Linked DNA regions of Mus musculus: region 1 is linked to region 2. Evidence: chromatin contacts called from public Hi-C data. All regions are on one chromosome and are shown on one strand. The core of a region is the stretch at or near the end of the contact, and the rest is flanking DNA. Distances in the headings are between cores, read along the strand shown.

Evidence for each region. A called contact is a pair of places that touch in the nucleus more often than the background predicts.
Region 1: a contact with region 2 is called in a Hi-C map of liver, with 3 times the contacts expected there. The contact joins the promoter of Dusp16 here to the enhancer-like site in region 2. A contact is called at or near these places in 3 of 39 promoter capture datasets (liver and macrophages), 18 of 484 Hi-C or Micro-C datasets (CD4 T cells, bone marrow-derived dendritic cells, centroblasts and 8 more), 7 of 115 datasets of contacts at active chromatin or transcription factors (the HPC-7 cell line, embryonic stem cells, epiblast stem cells and 3 more) and 3 of 9 other capture datasets (adipose tissue, liver and pancreatic islet).

What each region holds. Positions count from the first base shown.
Region 1 is chr6:134,790,353-134,795,280 of GRCm38.p6, reverse strand. Dusp16 (dual specificity phosphatase 16) reads left to right here and starts at 2,653. Exons shown (of 7, transcript NM_130447.3): 1 at 2,653-3,004. 1700055D16Rik (RIKEN cDNA 1700055D16 gene) reads right to left here and starts at 2,921. Exons shown (of 2, transcript NR_151454.1): 1 at 2,785-2,921.
Region 2 is chr6:134,747,683-134,752,964 of GRCm38.p6, reverse strand. The region is part of intron 3 of Dusp16 (dual specificity phosphatase 16); the gene reads left to right. Among named protein-coding and RNA genes, the nearest start is that of Gm36328, 3.6 kb to the left of the region's middle. Within about 2 kb of position 1,999, at least 5 of the 459 cell types and tissues checked have an H3K27ac peak or open chromatin away from gene starts, as enhancers often do. A contact at or near this core is called in liver, where this site is marked.

The DNA of each region.
Region 1 (4,928 bases), core at 1,404-3,903, 42 kb before region 2:
TGACCAATAGGCCCCACATGTGGACACTAAGTTGTTTGGCAAGTTGTTCTCTGACCTTTACAAGTGTACCATGGTCCACCCCTAGTATGTAAATAAATAAATGAATAAATAAATAAATAAATAAACAAATGTGAAAACAAACAAGCACACAAAACACCCACAGGATACTATCAGGAGCAAGCTGAACCTGAGATAGGCTGCCAGACCACTATGACCTTGGAGGGTTTAAATGTTCTACACTTATGCTTTACTGGAATTTATCCTCTTTTTCTCAAGCCTTTTGAAAGGACGGCATCTCATCCTTTCCACTCTTTCTGTTTCTAGCGCATTGAAATCCTGACCCAGTAAGACCGTTTTCTGTGAAACACCGGCTGCCGGTTCCTTGATAAACCAAAGACAGCCATCTTCATGAAGGGGACAGTTGCACTTGGCTTTGTTGCTTGTGACAGTCAACCTCTGTAGCATAAGTTAGCCTCTAGCTTTCAATCCTCTTGCCACAGTCTCTTTTAAAGTGTATATGTGTATGCGATGAGTGTATGCACAGACATGCCTCGTGTTGGCTGTGGAGACCAGGAGTACTTCCTTTCCTTGTGTATCCCAGGATGGAACTTAGGTCCTCAGGCCTTTTACCCAGAGAGCCACCACGCTGGTCCAGCCAGTGTCCCGAGTGCCAGAATTGTCTTGCTACCTGTGTACCATCACACCTGGCTAGACCAGAACATTTAAAAAAACAAACAAACAAACAAACTTTTTTTTTTTTTCCTGAGCTAGGGGACTCCTTATATAGCTCTTTTTCACCTACTCCTCTCCCAACTTCCAAAAGCAGGCGTCTTGGTGGTTGTCAGCTGGTGACGCTGCAGTACCGCGTCCTGCCACGAGAGGACAGGGAGCCGCCTCCACTCAAATCCGCAGAAGGTCAAAGGCACCTCTCCTCTAAGCTGGGTCGGCATCGGCAAGCTCAGCTTGCAGCTTCTGCGGTTCTCACCTCCAAAAGGGCTCCCTTTTTCACTCTGAAAGATGACCTGCAAGTCCCCGGAGGCATATTCCATAATGGTTACCTTAAATGATTAATGATTGCCAGCCTTAACGGGTGCACCTTTGTTGCAGGGTTTAAAGGTGGGAGAGGACTAACAGAAACGTTACCTTTCTAACCCACTCGGAAAGCACGCCAAGCCACCTAGGCGGTGCCCACATCGATTCACCTCAACATACTGCTTGAAGGCCGGAATCCTTACTTCAGTACCCTGCAGATGGCGTGTGTTGAGGGGTACAGGAATCTGGTTCTTGGGCCAGTCCACTCGAAGTGTGCTTTTCTGTCATTGATCTCATCTTTGTTATGTGATATCCACGTGAGTCCTTTTTAGTAGAAGCTTCAAGCTCAGATGCTCAAAGAACACTGGAATAAAGCTTCGATTGTCCTATTCAGTTGCTGAGAGTGGTTGTCGCCACCTCAGGTCTCTCATTTTCCTAAGTAGGTAGTGTCTCAAAACAAAGCTACTTTGAAAAGAAGGGAGAAAAAAGCAAAAGCAAAAGCAAACCAAAACAAACAAAAAACCCAAACCCATGAAAGACTTGGAGTTAAAGTAGGCTCAAGTAGGTCTTGCATCTCTTGAAAGCAAGTGAACTCTGGTTTGACTTAAAGATGATGCTGTACTACCGATGTCGAGAATACTTACTTAATGTGTAAGGGCGTTTTGATTTCATGTTTGTGTGTGCGCCCCATGTGTGCTCGGTGCCCATGGAGGTCAGCGGAGGGCATCAGATCCCCTGGAACTGGAGTTACAGATGGTTCTGGGCTGCCATGTGGGTGCTGGGAATCGAGCCGTCAGTGCTCCTAACAACCCTAAAATACCTTTAACGTCTTATTACATTTTATTTGTGTGTGTGTATTACATTTTATTTATTTATTTGTGTGTGTGTGTGTGTGTAGCGGGGTGGGGAACAGCATGTGGACTGAGGACAACTTTCAAAGGCGGTTCTCTCCACCGCATGGACCCTTTACTTGTTGAGCCATCTCGAGGGCACGCAGAAAAGATTCTTTTAGAAAAAATAATTCTTGGCTGCGTTTGCCCGCACTCGTGTAGTAGGGTCTTTCAAGGACGAAGACATAGGTGAAGATATGTTTGATATCACCGGTGCAGTTTTCCTTCAAGTACCTGTAACTTCCCTCTCAAGAGAAAAGCCCCGGATTTGGGATTCCGGGACCTTCTTACAAAATGATTGACTGCAGCACTCTCAGATCGCCTTGCTTTCCTTCCCCTAGAGTGGGGGCATTGGAGCAGCCGCCTCCGTCGGAGGAGAGACCCCAGCGCGGGCAGGAGGCGGGCGGGCCACAGACCCAGGCTCCCGGGCCGCGAACCCGGAGCGCCGAGGCGCCGCTCGGTCGGCCCGGTACGCGACCCGAGCCCGCCTCCCGGAGGCTCCGGAGGCTCCGGCTCGCGGGGACGAGCGCCGAGGGGCGGGCGATGCGCGGCCTGGGCCGGAGACCCCGCCCCCCCACCCCGCCCCCCGCCCCGCCCTCGCCCGTCTCCTCCTTTCCCCCCCGGGCTCCGCTGAGTTCATTCACTGGGATTGGTTTCAAGTGACGCCATCTCTTTATTTTTAAACCGATGACCTCATCCGCGCTTGAAGTTTCCTGACCAGCGACTCTTTCTCTCTCCCCAACCCCCACACTACCCCCCCTGGTCCCCTCCTGCGGGCATCACCGTTTGGGGGGGCTCTCATCCCGTTTCCAACCATTTACCCTCCCCCTCTCGCTTTTCCCGCGCGGACCCCCAACTTTACCTCAACTTCTTCATCCCTGTCGACATTTTTTTTTCCCTCTTTCGGGGGGCGGTGGAAGAGAAAGTGAAGAAAAGTTGCAAACGCCCGGGCTCTCGCTAAGCTCTCCGCCCACCCTTCAGAGGAGAAGCCCCGGCGGCGAGGAGGACGCGCGAGCGACGGCTGGGCGACGCGGTGACAACGCTCGCTCCCCTCCGCGAGCCTGGAGCCGGCGGCCCCTCAAGTAAGTGTTCGCGGCGGGCCGCGGGCCGGCTGGGAGGCGCGTCCGCTCCTCGTGCCGGCCGCCGCGCGCTCTCCCCGGCCGGGGGCCGGCGGGCCACGGCGGCCCGGAGCGGCGACGGCGGCGGCGGGGGGTGTGTAGGCCGCGCTGGGGGTCGGCCCGAGCCGCGGGGGCGCCCCGGCCTCGCCGCGCCGAGCGGGCGAGCGGGCGAGCGGGCGAACGAGCCCCGGGCCGCGGGTCGCCGGCACCTGGGCGGGCGAAGCTGCTCACTTCCAGACTGTTACACAACACGCCTGCCAAGTGGGGCCCTGACTGTTTCCATAATCCCAAATTCACCTTGTGTGTGTGCAGGCAGCCAGCGAGGCCACCTGGGGAGCGACCGTGTCGCTTCCTTAAACAAGGAAAAAAAAAAAAAAACCCACCCCCAAAACTCAACTTTCATTCCGGGGCTCCCGTCACGGTGTTGGAGGAAAACGGTCCGCCGGTGACTCCTTTATTTACAGTAGCTGTAAAATGTGAGACATGAAAACGGGGAAACAACGGACGGTGTGTGTGTGTGTGTGTGTGTGTGTACGGTGTAGTTTCACGTGGAAAAAAAAAAACCCTAAGGAGGACATACATGCAAACTCTTTAAGAGCGACGGGTTGTTTCCTACAGAAAGCTGATAATACACTTGGGGAAAGTACAAGGAGATCTTAAAATGAATGGCTTGTGCAAAATTGGAAAGAACTTTTCTTAAACGCCTGTTGCAAAGATCCTTGGTGTTTTGAAGTCCTGTGTGTCTCAGATTGTTTGGAGAACGCACACCTCTAATCAGCCCATGATTAGAGAGGAAAAACCTGTTGCATAATCTCATTTGCTGTGGGGTTGGCTGTGCCGTCCCCTGAACCAAGGGGAAGTGAGTTAGGATGAGGGTTTTTAAACCTCTGAGGTTTTTATTTACACAGTGCGCTGGGTGCCACTTTGCTTTTAAAGATTGTAAGTAAATACTCTGCTCTTACAAGCGAATCAAACCTATCGAACCTGCTGGGAAAATGACCAGGTATGTGTTCTCTCCTGCTCACGTTATCTCTCTCTCTCTGAAATAGATTCTCAGGGGGAATAAGCCTCTTTGGCCACTCTGTGGAGCTTGATAGTACATACAGTTAACAACTACTTCCTCAAAAAGCCTACACTTTTTCATCTCCCTTAAAGAAAAGACCTTTAAAGGTAAATTTCAGAAGAAGGGGAAAAAAGCTTAACAATTGAGACAATTCAAATATTAGCGAGCACACTGTGGGAGGCTGTAATTCAGATTTATAGAATTCTCTATTGGGTGAAGACCAGTCGCTTGGAGAAGTAAATTGAAAACTGAAGTGTCTGTGGCTTTGTGTATTCTAGTCAAAATGTGACCAGGCACTGCAAAAGGGTTTTGTCTTTATGTAAAAAATAAAACTGTGGAACTTATTGTGTTTAAAGACATTGTGGAATGTTGATATTTTCATAACATTTACCATCTTATGGACAAATTCAGAACTTCAGCTTGAATTATTAGTTTTAAGGTGTAAGATTTTGTGTTTATCAGAGTTCCAAATGGGGAGAAAATTCGAAGTAAGTTTATTTTGCATTTTAGTAAGTGGTGAATAAGCTGATGTTTAGAAAGTATAAACTGTTGATAATGATAGTTACAATTTTTTGTTTTATTTTACTCTCTGGTATCTTAGCAACTCAAGTGAAATACTTATCCTAGAATTGTGCTGATTTTCCTTCAGTGTTTCAGATGGTGAGTTTCAGTAGACAGGGCCAGGAACAGAAGTACACAGTTACCACTCCCTCCCCACCCCTCACTCTGTTCAGTTTGGAAGTTCTTGTCTCATAGTTCAGCTTGGTGAATGTAGTTGAGTACCTATAAATTTAAAATGTTAATACGAAATTGGGGGTTCCTGGT
Region 2 (5,282 bases), core at 750-3,249:
ATTTCAGTAAAAGCACTCCAGTTATTCAGAATTGGTTGCTACTTGTCAAAAACCAACAAAAGAACAACAACAGCAAAATCTCAAACAAAACAAAAACCCCCCAAACGGGAAGTGACTCAGAGCCACTGAAAATAGGTCTTTACATTTACATATGCAATGGAATTATTTACCCGTAATAAACAAAGAGCTGAGGGTTACAGCTCAGCTGTAGAACATTGCCTAACATAGATGAAGTTCTGGAGTTAATCTTAGGACGGGATGGGGTTTGGGGGGGGGTGGGAACCAGGAAAGGGGCTAACATTTGAAATGTAAATAAAGAAAATATCCAAGAAAAAGAAGAAGAGAAATCATGTTTATTTGTTTGTTTAAACTTGAACCAGTAAACCATTATGTTGAGTGAGATCAGCCAGGTACAGAAGGATAAATGCTACATCAGATTCACTTATATATTTAGTCTAAAAAGTCACCGAAATAGAGAATTGAAACCAGATGTGGTGCATGCTTGTAATTGTGGAAGCAGAAGCATCTGGAGTTTAGGGCGAGCTATCCTGAGCTATATAAGACTGCTTCATAAAACCAGGAAGGGAGTGATGGGGCTGGTGCTGATTGGAGGATACAGGCAGACCTTTTTCTAGAGGTTACAAAGTGGTGAGTATAGTTAATAATGCATTATATGCTTGAAATCTGCTAAGAGAATATAATGTTATTACTATATTCACAAAAAATATGTTTAGTAACATTTCAAAATTTATATCAGATGGTTACTTATAAACATAAAAGTTTTACTTGAAAGTTATACTTCAAGAAGACTAGAAGAAAGGAAATTACTTTTGTGTACTTCCTGCCATGTATTTGCCTGGTGTTCTTTAAGTCTTAGTTTGCAGGAAACGGTTTAATTATATTGTCTTTCAGGCGGTTGTTACCAGTGACTAAGGCATCATGCCTGAGACTGTCTTTTGATAAAATGGACTCTGGAGCCAACTAAAGTACTTGTTTTCCTCATTCTGATATTTTCACAAGTTATACAAATACAGTTACCTGGAAGACAACAGTGACATCAGTCTTCTCTTGTCCCACTTGCGTCCTTGTGCTCTGCACAGATGCCAGGCCTAGGTGTATTTGGCCTTTTCACTGTGGGCCTTCAGAATTTGATGGGCACATTTGTGGTTGTGTTGTAGATTGGGCTCTAGGGAAGCAGAGGCTTGTCCCTGCCCTTGAGAGTCTCCTAGTTAATTTGGGAAACATGTCTAAGCAGGATGAAACAAAGGAAACACATGATCATGTGCTTTTTGATGTGTGATAAGAGATGATTCAATGTGTAGTCTGTAGAAATAGAGGGAGATTTAGTCACAGCAATGAAATTGTAGTTGAACCTTGAAAACAGTAATCTTTGAGTATGGAGGTTCCTTTGAATTCAGTGGGGGCGAAGTGTAACATCATAGTTCAGTGGGGAAAGGCTCCTACTATACACACAAGAAAAAGGTGACCTGAACTCAATCTTCACAACCCGAATGAAGGTAGAAGTAACCTCACAGAGTCATTCGCTCACCTCCATATATGTGCTATGACACACTCCCCTTCTACAAATAATATATACAGCCAGGAGCTAGAGCTAGAGCACAGTGCTCGCCTAGTGTCCACAAAGCTCTGGATTTAGTCCCCAATAGCACATAAAATGGGTGTGGTGGCACACACCTACCTGCAATTCCAGCATTCAGTAGGCTGACACAGAAGGGTTGTGAGGTCAAAGTCAGCTTGGGTTGCACAACTTGATTAAAAACAACGCACAGCAATGGAGATAGATTTAGAGGATTAATAAGGAGACTAAAGGGTTTTACTTTTTTTCTGTAAGAAGGAAAAATGGGAATTTAGACAAGTTGGTAGTAAATTATACATGCTCTTTAAACATGAATTTCTTTAGATGTGGTGGGCATTGTGAGCTGTTGGAGATTTGGCTGCAACATCTGTCACCTCTCAGTCACCACTAGGTCCTTTGCCTGTCTGTCAGAAGTCTTCATCTTCTATTACCTCAGTCTTTCTAACACCATCTCTTTCAGATGCTCCAGGAGCCTCTAAATTGTCTCGCATTCTCTGTCTTGCCACATTCCAGACCATAATGCACAGCTGGAGCATTTTCAGATTGTTTTCCTTTTCAGTTTAATATGTATCTGTAATCTTAGGATAAATTATAGACTCCTTAACTAACTCTAACAGTAGCTGACTTCTGTCTGTCTCTCTGACATTAGCTAAGCCACTTTCTCTCTTTTTCCTCTCCCTTTCTCCCTGTCCTCTCTCCTCTGTGCTCTGCTCTCTTCTTTAGCATCCCTTCCTTCCTTCCTCTCACCCTCTCTTCTCCCTCCCTTTTTAGATTATCAGTCTTTATCCTATTTGCTTAGAATCTGCAGCCTTATGGTCTCTGGACCTCCACAGAAAACTTTTTTCTTCTCTGCCTCTGAAACTATTTCTCTGCCACTTGTCTTGGTGTCTCCTACATTTAATGTAATTTTAAACCTCTTGGTTACAAGGTACTGTTGGTTACCACAGGTTTTGTTTTGGTTTTTGTTTTTTTGTTTTTTGTTTTTGTGTTTTGTTTTGTTTTTGGCTACCAACCATAATTAACTTAAGTTTTGATCTTATAATTATTTGGCTAAAATCTGTCTGACTAGATTGTCAGCTCCAGAGAGGGCCTCTGTCTTGGTCCACTGGTCCTTTTGCCTAGCACGGTGTCCACATTACAGTACATGTGCACTGAATACTGAATGATTTGTTTATTTTGTTTTGTTTTTTGAGACCAGCCTCTGTATGTACCACTGGCTGTCCTGAAACTCTATGTAGACCAGTGTGGCCTCAAACTCACAGAGATCTGCCTGCCTCAGCCCCCCAAGTGATGGGATCAAAGGTGTACATTACTTACTACACTACTCTTGAGTGACTTTTTTTCCTTGTTCTTTCTGAGCTCAGGCTGGCTGATTCAACTCAGCTGTTCTGGCTCAAACTCCTCTTGAAGCTGACTGATTCAATCTGGCTTCTCTCTTGGCCTCTGACTGAATTGCTCTGCTTGACCTTGTATCTTTGGCAATATGTTCTAATCTTCTGGCTCCTTCTCATTTTCTGGCTTGTTCTGTTTTCACCTGTGTCCAGTTTTCTCTCTGCAACCTGTCTATCATTGTCCTGGTAAAAATGCCTTCCTCTCTCCTCTGCCCCTGTTCTCTTAAGTAGTCTCTTCTTCCTGTCTCTTCTTGTGTGGGGGGAAGGGGTATCCTATCTCTGACTCATTCTGTCAAATCTTTATCTGATTTGTCAGTTTGTCTATCCCTCAATTAGACATCATTGTTTGGGATTAAAGGCGTGTGCTAAAACCGTGTCTGTATCCCAGCCAGAGGGATTAAAGGAGAGTGCTAAGGACTGAGCCACACCACACCTAGAAACAGGGCTTTTCAGTCAATAACAGTGTCAGGGTTCACAGTGTGATCAATATCCTCCAACAAAACTGTGTCCCAGCTGTTTTTGATTGTTGCTTGGGTTATTGAATAGGGATCATTCTCTTCCCTTGCTTTTTGAAGTTTTCTATAAAATTGTAAAGGCGGTCAGAGAGGTGGGTGGGGTTTCATTGTTGTCTGCACTAACTGTAGAGTAAACCTAGGGCCTAATGCATAATGCTCTGTCCCTGAGCTATACCCCTAGCTATTACCTTTTTAAAACAAGGTCTCATTTAATTGACCAGGCTGGCCTTGAACCTGTAGTCATTCAGTCCCAGGTTCTAAAAAGCTAGGATACTGGGCCCGTTCCACCAGACCCAGCTAAAGACTGTTAATATGAGTAGAATACATAGATTGTCTAGAGAGCTTGCCTAAAGTAGATTAGGAAGTTTTGAGCTGCACATAGAAAGGTGCTAGAGGGGCTGGTGAGATGGCTCAACAGGTAAGAGCACCCGACTGCTCTTCTGAAGGTCCTGAGTTCAAATCCTGCCAACCACATGGTGGCTCACAACCATCCGTAACGAGATCTGACTCCCTCTTCTGGTTTGTCTGAAGACAGCTACAGTGTACTTACATATAATAAAAAATAAATAAATCTTTAAAAAAAAAAGAAAGGTGCTAGAAATGTTTTGTATAGTGAGTGATTCTTGACTGTGTGTGTGTGTGTACTTGTTAGTAGATTTGAGTGAGTCGTTCTCTATCTGGAGTAAAGACTTACGCTTACCTTTCTTCATTATTCATAGAGTTACCTTGATTTATAATTGTATTCCCATTGTATTTTGATAATCATTTAAGGTGCTTCCAGTAGCCACCTCGTTCTCCTTGGGGTGTTATTGTAACTGTTGTCCTAGAGGTTTGTGAAGGGATGTGTCTTTGATTCCTCGAGCCACAAAGATAGGAATCCTGGGCCACTTAGGATGTCTGAGAAAATGTGTGTGTTAAGTGTTTGTAAAAGTTCCCTGGGTAGAGAAGTTGAAGGAGCAGAGTTGCTTTTGGCTGATCCAAGTGGCATTCACTAGAACTACCTTCTTTTCTCCTTTGGCAGCGGAAGATTATTTTCTTGCCCTGTGCCTTCTCTCCCATGCTGAGTCTCTGGGACATTGTAGTCTACAAATAGGAAACAGGTTTTGTGCCCCCACCCATGCCAGTGTAATTTTTGTCTTTGAATGGAATCAGGAAATCCGTTTTGAATACTAAAAATATACAAGACTTGCGCCCATCAACAGTTATTCATTGTAAAAAGGAAAGATTCAATAAACATTTGTTGAATTCTAATTATATACTAGGCACTATGTTAAATGGTGAAGTGATTAAAGAGTGCTATTCACAGTGAATTATAGCTTGAGAAATAAGACAGGACAATACACACAAACATATACAAACGTATCCAAATACACAAATTTGCAGTTATCAGATCATTCACAAATTCTTCTTAGTCACCAGTATGAATTTTGTAAAACTCACTTTTAGTTTGTGTATGTGTTTTGTGGTTTTAAAAAGCAGGTCTCAGGTGGCCCAGGCTGCCTATGAGCTTGCCATCCAGCCAAGGTGTCCTTAGGCTCTTGCTGCTCCTCCTCAGCCTCCCACTAAGTGAATTTTACACACTTACCACACTAAGTAAATTTTACAGAACTAAATGAGATGCCAGCAAGATAGCTCAGAGGTAAAGGCACCTGCCAGGCAAGCCTGGCAACCTGAATTTGATATCTGGGAACCATGGGAAGGTGGGAAAGGAACCAACTCCAGGGTTATCCTCTGATGTCCTCTCCAATTACATCAATCAAGATTTTTAATTAAAAGAAA